2 separate regions of the Anser cygnoides genome follow, and region 2 is linked to region 1. The links are chromatin contacts, called in public Hi-C maps. All regions are on one chromosome and are shown on one strand. The core of a region is the stretch at or near the end of the contact, and the rest is flanking DNA. Distances in the headings are between cores, read along the strand shown. Region 1 holds the start of RCL1 (RNA terminal phosphate cyclase like 1). Region 2 holds the start of PLGRKT (plasminogen receptor with a C-terminal lysine).

Evidence for each region. Hi-C and Micro-C count contacts between places; a contact is called where the count stands out from the background.
Region 2: a contact with region 1 is called in a Hi-C map of liver, with 2.5 times the contacts expected there. The contact joins the promoter of PLGRKT here to the promoter of RCL1 in region 1. A contact is called at or near these places in 4 of 7 Hi-C or Micro-C datasets (granulosa cells and liver).

The regions. Positions count from the first base shown.
Region 1 is chrZ:83,744,136-83,748,105 of Taihu_goose_T2T_genome, forward strand. RCL1 (RNA terminal phosphate cyclase like 1) reads left to right here and starts at 2,639. Exons shown (of 9, transcript XM_048050736.2): 1 at 2,639-2,917. The coding sequence starts at 2,770.
Region 2 is chrZ:83,935,983-83,939,924 of Taihu_goose_T2T_genome, forward strand. It overlaps PLGRKT (plasminogen receptor with a C-terminal lysine), which reads right to left and starts at 1,976. Exons shown (of 5, transcript XM_066988078.1): 1 at 1,930-1,976; 2 at 1,625-1,711. The coding sequence starts at 1,705.

The DNA of each region.
Region 1 (3,970 bases), core at 1,389-3,888:
GAATGGAGGATTAAAAATAAATAAATCAAAATGATGTTAAAGTGCTGATACAAAAACTCCACTTTGAGCTTACAGAAAGAGGAGAACTTTTATTACTACAAGCAATTGACTTTTTCCGATAGCCTCTTCAAAATGACAAATGCATCTTGCGTTTCTCTTTATTTGTTTTTAACTAGCACTCCAGCTTTGAACAACGTGCTTTAGCCAGAGGTTTTAAGACTGTCAGAATGACTGTATTTTCAACATAGGAAGACTGGAGAACCCCTCCTGTGAGGAAACGATGAGAGAGCTGGGACTCTTTAGCTCAGAGAAGAGAAGGGGGGATCAGGGCTCAGGGAGGCTCAGGGGGATCTCATCAATTTCTTCAATTACGTGAAGCGAGGGTGCAAAGAGGACAGAGTCAGGCTCTTCTCAGTGGTGTGCAGTGTCGGGACAAGAGGCAGTGGCCACAAACCAGAATTCAAGAGGCTCCATCTGAACATCACAAAACACTTTACAGTGTGGGTGATGGAGCACTGGCACAGGTTGCCCAGAGAGGTTGTGGAGTCTCTGTCCTTGGAGACCTTCAAAAGCCATCTGGACACAGTCCTGGGCAATCGGCTCTAGGTGTCCCTGCTTGAGCAGGGGGCTTGGACCAGATAACCTCCAGAGGTCTCTTCCAACATCAATCATTCTGTGACTCTGTGAAAGCACAAAAAAAATAAATGAAGATGTATAAAAAACATTTGCAGGCTTAAAAGTAGAAAAAGGCATATATCTGAATGTTAAAATATAGAAGACATCAATTTAAAATTATCGCATCATGTTCATTCAGGAACAAGTCTATGATTTGGGATGCATGCTTACTGCAAGATTCAGTAATAATCCAAGTTTAACCATATAAAATTGTTCATTTCACAACTGAAATTCTGCAGACAAGTAACTGCAATGCTATTTCCATACTGTTCTGTGTTAACCCTGGTAAAGCAGCTAGACACCACACATTTACTTACTTCCTCCCTGCCCAGTGCGATGGAGAAAAGAACTGGAAAGGTAAAAGTGAGAAAAACTGCAAATTGAGATAAAGACAGTTTGATAGATAAAGCAAAAGCTGTGCATGCAAGCAAAGGAAAATAAGAAACTCATTTACTGCTTCCCATCAGCAGATGTTCATCCGTGTTCTAGGGAAGTAGGTCTTCATTACATGTAATGGTAACTTGGGAAGAGAAACACCACAACTCCAAACGCCCCTTCTTTCTCCTCCCAATTTTTATTGCTGAGCACGATGTCATATGGTATGAAACAACCCTTTGGTTATTTGGGGTCAGCTGTCCTGGCTGTCCCCTCCCAACCCCTTGCAGACACCCAGCCTCCTTGCTGGTGGGGGAGCAGTAGCAAGAGAGAAGACCTTGACTTTGTGCAAGGACTGCACGCAAGAAAATCAGAAGCAGAATTGCTTCCTAGGGCCTGCATTTCTCACTTCAGATGTTGAGGACGATTGTTGGGATCCTACATGCACAGACAGGTGTTAATTGCTCTCAGCATCTTCACCAGTAGTCTCTGCCTACAGGCCTGGGAGCTCCAGTTAAGCTCAAGTCTGAGCTTTAGATCCTTGCCTAAAGTACATTGTAGATTTAACTACCTCCAGTCCCATATCCTAGCAGGACGCCAGTCGTGTCCTATCTCCTCAGAGTTATGGTGCAGCTTTATCTCTAGCCCATCTTCTTTGCAACTGGATCTGCTAGATGGATCCTACATCTGACAGGTTATGCTGGGACTGTCAATGGACCCAGTGCCCTGTGCTGCCCACCGTGCTCAAATGCTGCACCATGGTGCCCTGTTCAGTGAGGGCACGGTGCAGGCTGGGCACCCATGGCTCCTGGTTCATCCCCGCTTGCAGAGCAGCTCGGATCCCGCTGCTCACTGGCAACAATCTGACCTCATCCACAGCAATACATAGATTGCATTTACTCAGGAGCGAGATCAGACACGAGTTCATGCAGGGGAGGGAGACACAGAACGTATCTTCGGAAAATACTGTCTTTTGGGTCCTTTCCAGCTTGGGATATTCTGTCAGATCACTCTTGCTCTTTTTCGCTTTTTGCTTAACACAAGGAGCTTTCTTCCCCGTACACATAAACATAGCCCAGCAATTAACTCTGTCACCCTCGCTGTAACGCATGCTTCTCTTAAAACACAGATTTCTAAAACACTCACTACAGCTAAGTAAAGCTTTACTCAGATTCCTGTTTTACGACAGCCGGTCTCTACCACTGTATTTAAGGGAATGGCACGACCAGAAGATTGGAAATCAGACCCTGCTTTTTGATTAGTTTTCCTTAGGAGAGACAGTGATAAATTACCGGGGGGGGAATAAATAAATAAGTAAGTAAGTAAGTCTGCAAGAACGTATTCCCAGCAACTAATCCTCCTTCATCTAGGGAGAGGACCCCGGTACCCCGCGTTTCATCGGGGTTTGGCGGCTCGTCCGCCGGTGCGCAGGACCTGAGGCGCCCCACAGGGGGCAGAGCCGAACCCCAGTTAAGGAACGCGGGGGCCGAGCTCCAGCGAACCAAGCCACGGCCGGGGCGGAACGAGGCCCCCCCAGCCCCCGCCCCGCCCCGACGGCTGCCCCCTCACGGCCCCCGCCCAGCGGCCGCCGCCGCCCCGCCCCTCGCCCTTTGACTCCCCGCTGTCCCCGCGCTTCCTGTTCCCAACCACGTGGGCGCGCCGGGATCCGCGGCACCAGCACCGGCACCGGCACCGGCAGCGGCACCGGCGGGGCGCGGCATGGCGGGCGGCGGCGGCTCCTCCTCGCAGTGCCTCAGCTACGCGGGCTGCAACTTCCTGCGGCAGCGCCTGGTGCTCGCCACGCTCAGCGGGCGGCCGCTGAAGATCCGCAAGATCCGCGCCCGGGAGGAGGACCCCGGGCTCCGCGGTGAGCCCCGGGGCAGGGCGGGGGGGGGGTCCTGGCTTTCCCCGTCCCGCCGCCGGAGCGCACGGAGGCCGAAAGCAGGCGGCCGCGGCGTGCCCGGGACCCGTCGGGGGGTGCCGGAGGTGGCGACGTGGCTGCGGTGGCCGCAGGGAGCTGGGCTTCAGGGGGCTCGTGCCCGAGGGCGGCAGGCGGCGGGGAAAGGGAAGGGAAGGGAGGTGAAGGGAAAGGAAGGGGAGGGAAGGAGAATGGGAAAGGAAGGGAAGGCGCTTGGCTCCGACCACGTGGATCCCTCCGAGGGAAGCCTTGCACGGGGAGCTGCGCTTCGTCCTCTGTCCCTCGGCATCCCCGTCACCCCTACGCTGAATGCGCCCGGGCGGTGTGACGGGTACCGAGGCGTGTACGGGTGTAAAAAGCTGCCTTTGAGCGTGGGCTTTGGTCGCTGGTTTGTGTGTTGGTGTGCGCGTGTTGGTGTGCGCGTGTTGGTGTGCGCGTGTTGGTGTGCGCGTGTTGGTGTGCGCGTGTTGGTGTGCGCGTGTTGGTGTGCGCGTGTTGGTGTGCGCGTGTTGGTGTGCGCGTGTTGGTGTGCGCGTGTTGGTGTGCGCGTGTTGGTGTGCGCGTGTTGGTGTGCGCGTGTTGGTGTGCGCGTGTTGGTGTGCGCGTGTTGGTGTGCGCGTGTTGGTGTGCGCGTGTTGGTGTGCGCGTGTTGGTGTGCGCGTGTTGGTGTGCGCGTGTGTGTTGGCGTGCGCGCGGACCCGTGTCTATGGGTTGATGGTGCCAGCCAGATGCGGGGTGCAGCACTTGCAGTGAGCGGGACAGTCACCAGCAGGTCATACCCGTTGAAAGCTCGCAGTGGTGGCAGAAGCAGGAGGGCTGGCTGTCGCCACTCAGTTCAATTTTAGGTAAAGTGCGAGGTTCAGAATGGGTGAGAGCATTGATGCAGCTCTGCCTTCTGAGGATGCTTCACAGTATCACAGATTTCTAGGTTGGAAGAGACCTCAAGATCATCGAGTCCAACCTCCGACCTAACACTAAGTACTCCACTAAACCATATCACTA
Region 2 (3,942 bases), core at 726-3,225, 190 kb after region 1:
CCACTGCATCATTTGCACCTGACATAACTGACCGTTTCATGCATTTGTAATAGGTGCAGGTTTTCTAACATGGACTATGTGTTCAGGCATTCTTGCTGTTAGAAAGAAACCTACTACGTTGCCTAATGGTATTTTCAAAAAGATGAAATGCTGCACAGAGAGAATTCCTAAAGAGTGACTTGCAAAGATTTTGTGTGTGATCATGAAAGGGATTTTTTTTCGTAACTCTCCTAAGAGAAAGAAGTTGATTTTTGATGTTAGTCTGAACATTTGGGCTAGAACTAGAGTTGTTAGTCACCTGGGGTCAAAAGGCCAAATAGTGTTTGCCAAAGACCCCAACACCTTACAAAAGCTAGACTGAATTCAAGTTGTTTTCTCAACTCTATTTTTCATTCTGCACAGCAGAGAAGCAGATCACGAAACAAGCCTCCACTTCATCATCATTCTCTGAAACTAAACACATTCCCACCATTTGGATTTCCAAAAGCTTCAGGAGTGGAAGGACCTACCTCTGTATGAAAAAAAAAAAAAAAAAAACAACCCCAAACCATACACACAAATCTTGCAGTTGCATCTGAGAAAACTATAATCCAGCACAGACAAAAGTGATTTTTGCAAATCTTGCAAAAAGTCAGTTATCTAGTATCTTGTTATACTATTTTTTTTATGCTTTCTTTCCTAGCCACATTTCTAGTGTCACTTCCAGAGTTCAGTTTAAATGCAACCTTACAAAACCTACGATCAGCATGTACCTCAGCAGCTTTGAAAACTGGTATGCCACCTACTGACAATTTAATGAATAGAAAATTCAACCATCACTACTTTAAACATTTTAAATTTACCTGCATTCAACTTAAAAGCAAAACTAAAGCAACAAACTCTACTTAAGTCTACTTGGATGGCGCTACTGATACTGTAGTCTAGTACAGGAACAAGCTACAGAGCACAAATTCTGGCAACAAATCACAAAGCTGTAACTTCAGCTACATTGTACCATCTATTCAGCTTAGCTTTCTGAACCTTCGTCCAACTGTTTTTCCTTCTCTTTTTCACCTGACATTTTACTATTTTATGAAAAGGCGTAAGTGATCCCCTAATCCCTATTTACTTTCTGGTTTCTAGAACAAATGAAAATCCACATAGTGGCTTCCCAGTAATGTGGAATAACTGCAGCTACTGAACCCAGAGAGAGCTGTTTGAGTTTGTATAGTGTGAGAATTGAAGCATAATTTATTCGCATATTTTAGAAGAATAGTATCTGTGTTTTATTAACCATGCTGTTGCTGATTTGGTTTAACATGTACGCATAGCTTTACAATGGAGTAGTTCAGTTGGGCTTCAGGGGTCTGTTCAGGGGAAGTTTCCAAACCTGCACTTTTAAGGTCTGGCTACCGTGGTTTCTACCTCTGCAACTTGTTAACACAGACTTCCAGAAAGTTATGAGATCCAGGGCTGTGGTGCTTCACGCACCTGAATCGGCTGTGGCAGACGAACACATCTGAATTAGCTGACTTTAAAGAGAGCACCTTAAACTCCGGAAGGAGGGCAATGCCCAACGCCTGAAGCCCCCAGCCCAGCCTCTGAGCGGTGACCTTCGTGGGCACCAAAGGCGTGTGTGCTTTACCTGCAGCCGCGAGTTCATAAGCATAAACTCCTGCTGAGCTTTCAGGTTTTCGTTCATGGACTTGGAGAAGACGAACCCCATGTTGTCCTGGAGCGCAGAAGAGACAATGCAGGTGAGACCTAGCACGGGGGGGAAACCTCTGACCCCACCGGGCCTGACCCTACCCGTGGCTCCCGGCCACCCCGCCCGGCGCCGTGCCGGGCACCGGGACCCAGCCCGCCCCGCCCGCCCCTCGCTGGGGGCCGGCCCCGCCGCCCGTACCCGGGGAGGCCTCCGCGGGCCCGGCCGGGCCCCGCCCCGCTCACCTCGCGGGGAAGGCGCCGGTCGTCCCCGGGCCGCGCCGCCGAGCCGCCGGAGGTCAGCGCCCGCCGCCCCCGCCCTCTGCGGCCGCCGATTGGCCGCCGGAGCCGGGCGGGCCGCGGCGCTGGGCCGGGCTGCGCCGCCTGAGCGGGGCTGGGCCGCGGCTCGGCGGCTGATGGCCGACGCGGGCGGAGCGGGGCGGCTGCCTTCCGTAGCGGGCTTCAAGTGAACGCCCCGCGTCTTACAGCGGGTGGCAGAAAAAAGGGCGGCCGCTATCGGCCTCAGCCGGTGGGGCGGACACCTGCGTCCTTCCCTTCCCTTCCCTTCCCTTCCCTTCCCTTCCCTTCCCTTCCCTTCCCTTCCCTTCCCTTCCCTTCCCTTCCCTTCCCTTCCCTTCCCTTCCCTTCCCTTCCCTTCCCTTCCCTTCCCTTCCCTTCCCTTCCTTTCCCTTCCCTTCCCTTCCCTCACTTTAATCTATAGAAACACTCCAGGGAAGCCTCCCGGACCTTGTCCCTTCATTAAGCACACCCGCACGCCGTGGCAGGACCGCAGCTCAGGTGTGATGTGTCCAGGTGCAAAGCGCGAGCTACACGTAGGCTTCTGGTCGTACTCTGCCTTTCGTAAAGTACCAGGATGTTTTCAAGGCATCGTCAACCACAATTAAAGGCTGACTTTCAAATCCAAATAAGTGAAATTTTCATAATTTAAAAAAGTGTAGAGGTAAAACATGTGCCCTGCCGATAAGGTTTTACACAGTGATAGAAATACTGGATAGGATCCCCAGGACTCTTCTTTCAGAACTGAAGAGTATCTCATTAAGGAGTCTAACACCGGTCTGTTGGACTGTGCAGCACCTCAAACTCAACCTCACAGAGACTTTTAGGGAGACTTTGAAGGTCTGGCTGTTCAAAGTCTTAGACAATCTTGTATAGGGCCTGCTTTTACCATGAAAGCTTGGACCAGGTAATCTCCACCGTCCTGTCTAACCCGGACTTTCCTATGAATCTGATTCTGTGTAGTGACTGTCATTTTAAAATTCTCGCATCTGCTAATGTCTTAACCTGACAATGATTCTTGCTGTCAGTATTCGTATGTTTTCTAAATACATATATTTTGCAAGTTTTTTTTTTTAAATGTCTGAGAAGAAGGCATCTTTTTCTCACAGAATTATTTTTTGTGTTATCTCCATGATGACCCTCCTTTAATTTTTTAATGGCAAAACAAAAATAGGAGAAAGATAAAGAAGAAAAATATTTATTTTTTCTAATATGAAAAATTACTTAACATTTTTACTTCGGGTCTTTCTAAAAACTTGCAGGTACCCTTTTTGTGCTGTCTTGAAAATGCCTCTGAAAATGTTTGATCTCTTGAACATACACAGTTTGTGAGGAGATACAGCCATTAAAAAGGTGATGGTAGGATGTATTTTCAACTCACAATGTTTGGCAGAGTAGTCCACCTAATTCACAAAGTCATTTTACAGTATAGAATAAGTCTGTTGATTTAACTGCTTATAGGTGTGAACACTTGTAAGGATGAAGATCTACAGCACAAGATTCTGCATACACCCTTGAAAGCGAGGTTTTTTACCAAAAGCTAATAATTATACTGGAGTGGTTGTAGTGCTCACTTGAACAAAAATGCTTACCTGATTTTTTTTTTTTTCCTAAAATGCTAGGTGCCAGTCTTAGGAAAGGAATTCTACATCGAAAACTCCTGTTATGGCAGACTTCACTGAGACTTCACTATATACGTGCATAAGGTTGTACCGAGATTCAAAACGTTCTCAGACATAAAGATAGAGGCCCACCTCGGCATGAGCAGGAGACTACAGCCTCCAAGTGAAGAGGAAGGTGGCACCAACTCTCTGAGGTCGTGCTTACTGTGCTGCAGCGATATCGGGGAGAAATTTCCTGCTATACTCCAGCTCCACGCAAGATGGCAGTCCTCCCCTTGCAAGGCAGAGACAGATACCTCTTTCACAGGGCCTCAATCATGGTTGAGGGGTCTCTCACTGG